2 separate regions of the Mus musculus genome follow, and region 2 is linked to region 1. Evidence: chromatin contacts called from public ChIA-PET data. All regions are on one chromosome and are shown on one strand. Each heading gives the region's core, a stretch centred on a gene start, on an enhancer-like site or on the middle of the called end of the contact. The rest is flanking DNA. Distances are from core to core; before and after follow the strand shown.

Region 1 (5,034 bases), core at 1,715-4,214:
CTTGTCAGTTTTCTCCTCAGGTGGTGAGCCAAGAACGGTGCCTCTCAACCCTATAGTTCAAAACAGGCAACCCAGCAGTGTGTCAACAGAGGTAAGTCAGCGGACCCAGGAAGCTATTACATCCCGTAGAGATAAGGAAGGTGGGCTTAAAGGGACTATTCTTCCCAGCCAAGCCTTGTCTTTCTCTGGGAGTCTCCTTCAAGAGAAGCAAACAAGCAGCCAAGGAAAAAAAGGAAGCCTCCCAGAACCGCAATCTCAGCTTGCAGGACAGGCTGGTGGTAGGTCCCAGAATCCTGAGCTCATAGTTTTAGACGAAGACTAAGGCAGGAGTGATGGTGCACACCTGAAGGCCTGGTGCTAAGTGAGCTGAGGCAGGAAGACTGAGAGTTCTAGGACAACCGAGGTAACACCACAAAACTCTGTCTCAAAAAGAAACGACAGAAACAATCAGAAACTCTGTCTCAAAAAGAAACGACAGAAACAATCAGACATGATGGCTCACACCTGTAATTCCAGCACTTGGAAGGCTGAGGCAGGGGGGGTGGGGGGCTGGCCTGGGCTCCACAGTGAGTTTCAGGCTAGTCTGAGCTGCAAGGTGAGAATTCCTTTCTACATAAAAATAAACTCTGCTCATCCCTTCTTTCCACGAAGAAAAACTAGACACCTACTAAGTGCTAGGCACTGGTAAAACATTGAGAAGAGAAAACAAGACATTCATTTCCTGAGGTTCACACATTCAGCGTGGATCATGAATGAAAAAAGCCTGCACACAGTGTGGCCACAGAAGTAGGTATGTTCAATGGACACCGAAGCAGCTGGGCAAGCAAGCATCTGAGAACCCAGCATGCGCCATTCCTTGTGAACGTGCCAAAGATTAAGCACATTATGGTCCTCTCTTTGCGGCTGGACCCAAAAGCCCATCCCACCCATCACTGAGGAGCCAAGGGCAGGAAGACTGGTAATCACTCACTAAGCACCCGCACTCCAGGCAGGCAGGACTCCCTGTCTTCCAGCTGTTTGTGTATCATTAGAAAAGAAATTAAGATGCCATTAGGAAGAAATTAAATAATGTGCATGTTGTTGTGACAACAGAGAGGCACACTGCCAGATCCTGCTCTGAGCGGGGATTGCCCATTTGCAGCCCCTTTCTAGAGACCAAGTCTGGGGAGAGAGAGAGAGAAGGGGACACGGCCTTACCAGCATTCTTTCCCTTGTAGAAAACCTTCATGTCCATGAGGCCCGTGAGCTGGCTTGCTAGAATCTCCACCTGGGATCTGCTGTGCTTCGAAGCTCTGAAGATGCTGAGCTGTGACCAGTCATCCCAGTAGATCTCATTCTAAAGAGAAATGTTTAATCTAGTTCAATGGTCCTGCTTTCGGGACACTTCATGAAGACAAGGGGCACTCCATCCCACCACTACGCAGGGACAACAGATAATTACTGAATAACAGGCCGAGTCAAAGTTTCACTTAAGTGCAAATGTCAGTGGTTTTATTGAAACCTCACCAACGGCCCTCAGGAAGAAATGACCTAGAAAAGGCTATCTAGTACTCATTTAGTTGGACCATGGTGTGTGTGGGGGATGGGGGGGAGAGGGAGGGTGACTTAGTTTTGAAATATGTTTCTCCATTCTAGGTAGATGCATTTGCTCCCTAGGGTGAGAACGACTGGAAGGTTATATAGATGGCACACAGCATCAGTCAGCAGGGAGAGAAGCAAGGGATGAAGATGCGAAACTGAAACAAGGCCACAGGCCCTGAAAAGGAAAGAGATTCACTCAGAGGAGGAGACCTCAACCTCCAACCTTTTGAAACGTAAGCAGTGGTAGAAGCCTACATCTCTCCATGAAGGATGCAAACAAGTCTGTGCAGATTTGAAGGCACGGCGTTTTTAAGGCCTCTGGCCAACTGCAACAGCCCAACAGGCCTCAGCTCTCCGCCTAGCCACGTGCTTCCCCGTCTCTGGCAGACTGCGCGTGAGGACTCGCCTTAAAGACAGCGATGGCATAGGGGTGTGGGAGGCTGTCAAGGATGACTGAACGCTGCTGGCCACTGAAAGTGATGCGCTCGATACAGTCCAGGTAAGCATCCGTCCAGTAGATCCACTGGCTGTCCACAGAGATGCCATTGGGCCACTTCACGTCCTCTGACACAAGGCGGTAGGCAGCAGAGCCGTCCATGTAGCTCCGGTAAATCCCAGGCTTCAGGTCCCCCCAGTCAGTCCAGAACATCACCCTGGTCAATACAGGGACCACACAATCTCATCAGAACGACACAGGCCAGCCTTGATTCTACGTCTCAGAGGTAAGTAACCTCTCAAAGCCATCATTATCACTACTGCCTGTCTATATTTGACATGCAGTCACTCATTATTACTACCATCTATATTTGAGATTCATTCAGAAATGTAGTTGAACTTGACTCAAAAATTCACCTACTGAAGTCTGCCTATAATCACATTATTCCAATACTATACAAAGAGATCCACATATATGCATGCTAATCTAAATGCTAATTGGCAGAGGAAGTGATATGTAGTATTATACAATAGAATATACCTACTGCAATGCCCCCAGAATATTGTATCCAAAATAGTTTGAAATCTATCTATTGTATGTGCTACTTAGTTTTTGACAATGACACAAACTAGAGTCACCTCAGAAGGAGAAACTTCAATTAAGGAACTGCCTTTATCAGACTGGCCTGGAGAAAATCTGTGGGCCAGTTGTTGTTGTTGTTGTTGTTGTTGTTGTTGTTGTTGTTGTTGTTGTTGGATTCATGATTGATACAGGAGGGTCCAAACCTCTGTGGGCAGTACCACCCTGGGCAGGAAGCCGGCTGAGCAAGCCACTGGGAGCAATCCAGTAAGTGTGGTCTCTGTTTCAGTTCTTACCTCAGACTGCCTCAGGGAGGGAGTATAACCTGCGAGCAAAATAAACTCCTTCCTGCCACCTCGGTTTTCATCCATGTTCTTACCGAAGCAACTAAACCGCTGTGTGTGCTCTGATAAGCCGCTGTCACTCAATGTGCATGTCCGCTGACTGGCAGGAAATCACAAACAGACTGATTCTATCTGACAAGTCGTGTGTGTCACTAAGGGGCGCTGTATTTAATGATCATGATTGAACACCAGTAAAAAGACTCTGAATAATGCAAGCAAAAAATTAATTGTGGCTATTATGCATGAGTAATGCTGACTATTACGTAACAGTGATGTGATTGCATCCCGAGGATGTAGGAGGATGAAGGGTGACGAATGAGAACAGGGCAGACTTAAGCATCCTTTCAAGGTCTTCTCTTTTAATATCTGCAACCAAGCCCATAGATTTCTTTTAGAGTGTCCTTTTAAGAATAGTGTTAATTCTCAATCATAAATACACACAGAAAGAAAAGCTAGCACAGCATTTCCTTCTTAGTAATTTTTGCTGTGATGAAGGAGTTAGTGAAAAGCAGTCGTGCGTACCCCAAGTGCACAGTAATTTTAAGTAAGAAAACTTGCACACGCTGGGAGTTCTGTGTGTGAGAGTGACTGGTCGAATTAAATGTTTGTGAGATTCACGGAACTCGAGATTAAAAAAAAAAAAAATCCTTACAATTTATCAGTGGCCTGACTGGTTTACAAAGACTCTCTTTCATGTTACCTTTTCTATTGAAACACCCCACAGATGTGAGACATCTGGAGACCATAAGAGAGTCGGATGCTTTCTAATGAAACACACAGAGTTATCGGACCACGACAAGCAAGCTATGGCTTCAAGAGCCTCAGTCAACAGGTTATCTCCCCCATGATCACCAGAAGCAGAAACCTGGCCTCACATTTTCACTTTCATGAGCATCTCTTACAGCAGTGGGCGTGACGCTGACTCCCCGTAAGGAACACTTACCCTTCTTGGGGTACAAGGACTAAAGCCCTGGGTCGATCAAGCACAGAGGAATTGACGATTGTCAGTCGGAAGTCACCATCTGGATTAGCTACCTGACAAAACAAAGGGGGTGGGGGAAGGAGAGAGATCTAAATTCCTTACAAAGCCCACAAAACCAAAGCCCTCCAGGGGCCCTGCCTCTGGCACACTCTCCACACCTGCCCTCTACTCCCGGGTCTCATTCTAGAACCACTGGGGAGCCCGCCTTGATTCCCAATCAGAAGGCACTCATCGTGTCCCTGGCTGAGATAATTCCCACGTGGGCCGAAGGAGCAGCTAGAGCTGTGTGCTCTCTGACGCCAACCCCGGAGCATGACAACTTGCGCAAAGGTGACTGTTGTGGTCCCTTGGAGTCCAAGAACGCTTCAGTGCTTGCATACAACCCTCACACAGCTTCCTGCCTGTTCTAAGCCACCCCTAGATCACCTGTAATTCCCACGACAGTGCTGGTGCTAAGTAGTAGGTGAGTTGCTCAGGAATGGAACAACAGGAAAAGATGTCTGCACACTCAGTACTGTCTTGGTTTTGTTTTGTTTTGTTTTTTACTATTTTCGATTCGTGGATATGAAACCACAGATTTGGAGGGCTGACAGAACGACTCTATATGCCAACCACTTCTGCCAGGGTCCTGAGAGGATTCCCCTCCGGCATCAGGCTCAACTCGGGAGTCCCCAGAAGCTTCCCCACTCTCTTCCCTCTCCACGTTATCCACTCCCCAAGCACACGATCGATCGAGAGACTTGCTTCCTGTTCTTAGCAGAAGGACAGGTTTCTTTGTCTCCTTTCCACTGAGCTGCTTCCTTTGTGTGGTTTCTGTTTGCTTTAAGACAAGATCTCTGTGTATCTCCAGCTGGTCTTTTAACTTACTATGTAGCCCAGGCTGCCCTCAAAATCTTGATCCTCCTGCCTCAGCTAAGTGCTGGGATTGCAGGAATACACCACCATACCTGGCTCCTTTAAACTAAAAGCTAATCAGAAAGAGAATGCGTGTGTCCTTTCCTTGCTCACTGTGTCATTAAACACAAGACCAGGACTGACATGTATCCTGCACCAAATGGCACTCGTTTAATGACTAAGTAAATGAGACTCGTCCTCACACTTGAGGAAAAAGA
Region 2 (5,034 bases), core at 1,732-4,231, 400 kb after region 1:
GCACAAACAAACCACAGTACACATGCAAACCATAGCACACATACAAAACCCAGGAGAGTGTCTTAAGTGACCATCAGATAGGAGAAAATGTCCCCTTTAACGTGATCAGAGTAAGTAGCAGCTGTGGCCGCGCGCATAAGACCAGCACATACTGAAGCCAGCCAAACTACATCAAGGATGGGAGAAGGGCTCACAAAGTGATCAGAGAAGGGAGTATCAGTTGGTCAGGGATGTAGTCCTCTACCGCTCCAGTAGGTTTCCATGTCCCAGCGGATCACCCTACACTCATGCACACATGACCAGCACCAACTAGAGTTCATAGTAAAAATCAAAACAAAAAAAGAATTCAGAGGCTGGGAGGGAGATATGGTGGGGAAAACACACACACACACACACACACACACACACACACACACACACACACACACACATATCTTTTGAGACAGGGTTTCTCTGTGTAACAGCCCTGACTGTCCTGGAACTTGATCTGTAGACCAGGCTGGCCTAACTCAGAGACCCACCTGCCTCTATCTTCAGAGTGCTGAGATCAAAGGTGTATGCCACCACTCCTGGGTATAAAGTAAATTTTAAAGAGTAAGCCATAGTGTAAAAGATTGGCATTCAAGTTTAATACTGTTTCCAACAAAACAGAAACTGAAAAGACCATGGGAAGATATGTCATTGACACAGAAGTGTAAGCCCTACTTTCTATGTTGTTGTTGATTTTAAAGAGATACCAAAGATTTATGTACACCAGGTTTCTGACCTGAGGAGCTGGAGCAATGGCACAACAGTTATGTATACTTACGAGCTTTGCAGAGGATGTGAGTGCAAACCTGCCAAAACTCCAGCTCCAGGGGGATCGGACCAACTCTCTGGCCTCTGCGGGCACCTGCACTTGGGTGTGCACGCACACATACCTGCACTTGGGTGTGCATGCACACATACCTGCACTTGGGTGTGCACGCACACATACCTGCACTTGGGTGTGCATGCACACATACCTGCACTTGGGTGTGCATGCACACATACCTGCACTTGGGTGTGCACGCACACACACAGTTACAAAATAAAACACATCTTTAAAGGTATTCTTGCTCTGGTGACCTCCTAGAGTGAGAAAGAGGATAAGCGGTAAGGCTTAAGCACCCCATTTTTCCTGAAATAGTCTTTCTTTTTAATTAAAATAAAATAATGTGAAAAATAAACTCATTAGCTATAAATACAGGAAAATAGTATCTTATTATTCTTATTAATTTTTTTCATTTTTAAAAATTAAACAAACAAGACAACAACAACAAAAAGGCAAAGCTGGCTACTTGTTCTGGCCAAGGCTAAAGTTCAGAGAAGAAAGACAGTGTCTCCAAGACCAGAAGCACTTGGGGGGCCTCACTGTGCCTCTTCTTTGAAATCCTCCTCTGTATCTGCTTTAGAGATTAGGAAGGCAGCTACCTCCTGCTGGGCCGAGGCTGAGAAAGAGGCAAGAAGTCAGAAGCAAGGCCTGGGTGACTGGCATGACAAAGCCTGCAGGTCACAGGGAAAGCTAACATTTCAGAGGGTCTCCGAGGAGCTGGGAGGAGAAAGCCCCTTTTGTCTCCCATCAGACTCCCAGATGAATGTGAGCAGTGCTGTGTCACCACCCTGACAGAGGATGATGGAGCTTGGCAATGCCGAGAACCCCAGGAGACCTGTGTCCAGGCGAAGAATGCTCTTCACAACAGCAGGTCCTCTGTGTGGAAGGAATATGAGGGAAGGGACACAGTGCGCTAGGATTCCTCCAGTGTTGGAGACAAAACGGGCCTTCATTGGGGTGGTGTCCAAATACAGCCTGCTGCCCTGCCTCACAATCACAGGAGATACAATCAACTCAGCTAAGAAGAGCCATGAGTCTCTAGCAGGAAAAGCCACTCTCCATACTTCACAAAGCATGCCGTTGGTGACACTAAGCAAGCACTCGAGGAACTGGGCGCCTAATCCTTGACATTCTAAAGAAGCTGTCCCAAGAGCTCAAGCATCCCTCAGGACACAGCTTTGGGGAGAGTGAAAGCAAAGCAAAGCTTAAGGAAGCTTTACCCCTGGTCTCTGACAGCAGCACTCCTCTGTCCACTGGTCCATCGGCACTGTCCTCTGGAACCATGGCTCTTATAACTCGTTTGATAAAGTTTGAAATTTTAAGGTCTCAAGAAAGGGACACCTCAAATCAGCTAGGTCACTCACTGCGCTCAAAATCAAGAAGCCACTGAACCCCCAAAGATACAATCAGGTTGAGATCCTAGAGGAACTTGCTTCCTTTTGTTTTTTCTCTCTTTAAAATTAAACAGGACTACATATTAGCTCAGCGCTAAAGAAGCAATTTACATCCAATCTCTCAGAGGAGATGGAGAGAGAAAGCAAAGGCAAGATGAAGGGAAACTCATAAACAGAAGCAGTGTGATTGGCATCAGTTAAGGGCAAAGCAGTAATGACACATGTGCTGGGCTTTAAGTGTGGAGGCTCCCGCCATCCTGAAAGATGGTTGCGTTGCCCTAGAGGGATCGTGACTGTAAATACTCAAAAACAAGCAGAAATGCGCAATGTGTTTCCCCAGGACTAAATTCTATAATTTAGCCCAAAGCAGGCATCCTCTTTCAGTGTCTAGAGTCAGCCTTGTTTCCTATAGTCTCAATGAGCAATTTGCTCTCCAGGTCTCTCTCAGGCCCTCCTTATAACCAGAACCCAAGCCCACCCTTTGAAATCCCCACAGCCCCCCATCAAACTTCCAGCAATTTCCTACCACAGTAAGAAAGAACAGCAAGTGCCACAGCCATGCTGTCTCCTCTCTTACCTCCACTACTTCCATTCAGAATAACCCCCTCACCTTGACCAGGCTAGCACAAATGCTTTCTAGGATAGGGCGGCCCTTTGCCTGACCTAACCGGCTTCCTCATGAGCACAGTCATATACTGAGCAGTGCTACACTGCCAGGCAACGTCTGGATCCTGGGGAGGAAGGAAGGCCCCGAACAGGAAACACTGCTGTTCCACCCAGCAGACAGTACCAAGTGTGGGAGGCGTGAAGACACTGACATACAAATGGACAGACAACACAATACAAATCAAGTCCAGTAATAGACAAGTGAGATCAAAGTGGGCTAAGGGAATAATAGGAGCCAAGGTATGCCATCTTAGCTAGGGGGTGCTGATGAAGAACCTCAAATAAGGTGAGAGCAAGAGAGAAAGCCACACAGGCAGCCTGCTTGGTGCAGTCCAAACTGCGAGAGAGCGCCAGAGCCTGAGGTGACAGAGAGCCAGCTGGTCACCAGCAAGCAGGTTCCTGCTTCTGTTGTTTGAAATATATAAACCTGACTTTGTGTTGGCTGCTGTAACATTAACAGAACAGGCAAGACAGTGTGAAGATTGGGACTTGAGAACGCAGCAGACGGAAGTTTGAAGCCATCTATGGAGTCTGTGAAAATCTAACTTCAAAAGAAAAAGAACCCAGATGGTCTCCACAGAGAACAGGGAGAAATAAACCCTGAGTGACTCCATCATTCTCAGAGCAGGAATGGAAGGGGCGAGGAGGGGGGAGGGGTGAGTGTGGAGGAAGACTGTGTGTGTGGAGAGGACGTCTGATCTCAGACACAGTTTCATCATCCAGGCGAGGTGTCAAGCTGACAACTGGAAACACCAGGTCAGGGTAATCCATCCCTGACCTGACCCTCAGTTACAGTCATTATTACATCTACTGTTTATTTATCATTACAATCACTGATTACAGCTACCCCACACAGGTGGCATCTAGAGCCATAGGAATGGCTATAAGTAAGAACTGGACAGGTGCAGGAAGAGGGGTGCAAGGAAGAAAGGCCTGGGAACTTAGTCTCTGGAAGTCAAGAGGTCAGGACCCAGCGAAGGAAAGGGTCTCCAGCTTAGCTCCAAAGCAAGCCTCTCACACACCGCAGTTTATCCCTGCACCCCCAGTTTCTAGTCCAGTGCAGTTTATCCCTGTACCCCCAGTTTCTAGTCCAGTGCCGTTTGGTTTATAGCAAGTTCTCAGTTAATAAGTTAAAATGTCCCCTGGACCCCAGCTAGGATCTAGAGTCAGTTCCTCGAAGTTCTCCTGGTGAAGCAGGAGAATCCCGTAACTGAAACATGATCCACCAGGAGAGGACATCTTTCCAGCCACCTGCAGCACACACTCGACTTACTATGAAACAGGACACCACTGCTCCAAGAGCCACTGGGAGACAAGGCACAGAGGAAGCCTATTGACCAGCAGAGCCAACTCAGGGATGCTCAAAGGCCAAGAGACAGAGAACAGAGGCTTTTCTTCTCTGGTTGTTTCAGAAAGTAAATAAACACACAGCCTATGTTGGGAGACTCCATTCCATGCTGGCCAGTTATTTGCCATGAGCAGCCACAGCAAGGAGGCTCCACCCAGCAAAAGACGACAATGACAAGGGTAACTGAGCACCCACAGGCAATTACTGTACTCTTAGAAGACACATTCACAACACCGAGGTATGGCTCCCTTCTCTGCCCAAAATGGTTTATTCTAGGGTAGGTAAACAGATCGCAGATCTCTGGATTGTCCTTAAGGAGTTCCATTTGTAAGATGACCAATCACAACCAAACAGTGTGGAGAAAACAACTCTGCTGTCCTCAGGGACCCTCAGCCCACCATCATGGCCCTTCACATGTTACAGAGACAACCTGGGTCACTTTCCTCGCGTGTCTAAGTGAAGAAGACTGACTTCATGTCTAATTAACATTAGGCAGGAAACCCAGAGAGAAGGAAGGGTTCAGGGAACTGACCTAGGAGAGACAGTACTGAAGTCAGGGTACAGGAAATCCAACTGGACACCATTCAAGAGCACCACTGTCGCCAGCAGCAGGTCCAGTCAAAGGAAGAGAAATGTCTTCTCCAAAACAAACGGCCATACCTGTGGATTTCAGGAAACTGAAGCCCTACTAATTCAGTACAAACCCCGGGTTTCCTAAGGAGTCATACTTCCACTGTACACTAACTGCACCAGGGCTATGTGTGTTTCATCAG

The links. ChIA-PET counts read pairs in DNA pulled down with a chosen protein or histone mark.
Region 2: a contact with region 1 is called in an RNA polymerase II ChIA-PET map of memory CD8 T cells, with 14 read pairs. The contact joins two enhancer-like sites. A contact is called at or near these places in 3 of 39 promoter capture datasets (frontonasal cranial neural crest, liver and stem cell-derived epiblast-like cells), 1 of 484 Hi-C or Micro-C datasets (CD4 T cells) and 1 of 115 datasets of contacts at active chromatin or transcription factors (memory CD8 T cells).

The regions. Positions count from the first base shown.
Region 1 is chr9:42,029,682-42,034,715 of GRCm38.p6, forward strand. It overlaps Sorl1 (sortilin-related receptor, LDLR class A repeats-containing), which reads right to left. Exons shown (of 48, transcript NM_011436.4): 19 at 3,884-3,975; 20 at 1,988-2,234; 21 at 1,198-1,336. It overlaps Gm16214 (predicted gene 16214), which reads left to right. Exons shown (of 5, transcript NR_165259.1): 2 at 9-91; 3 at 1,636-2,080; 4 at 3,665-4,385. Among named protein-coding and RNA genes, the nearest start is that of Gm16214, 9.6 kb to the left of the region's middle. Within about 2 kb of position 2,965, at least 41 of the 459 cell types and tissues checked have an H3K27ac peak or open chromatin away from gene starts, as enhancers often do. A contact at or near this core is called in memory CD8 T cells, where this site is marked.
Region 2 is chr9:42,425,215-42,430,248 of GRCm38.p6, forward strand. All of the region lies in intron 7 of Tbcel (tubulin folding cofactor E-like), which reads right to left. Among named protein-coding and RNA genes, the nearest start is that of Tecta, 28 kb to the left of the region's middle. Within about 2 kb of position 2,982, at least 81 of the 459 cell types and tissues checked have an H3K27ac peak or open chromatin away from gene starts, as enhancers often do. A contact at or near this core is called in memory CD8 T cells, where this site is marked.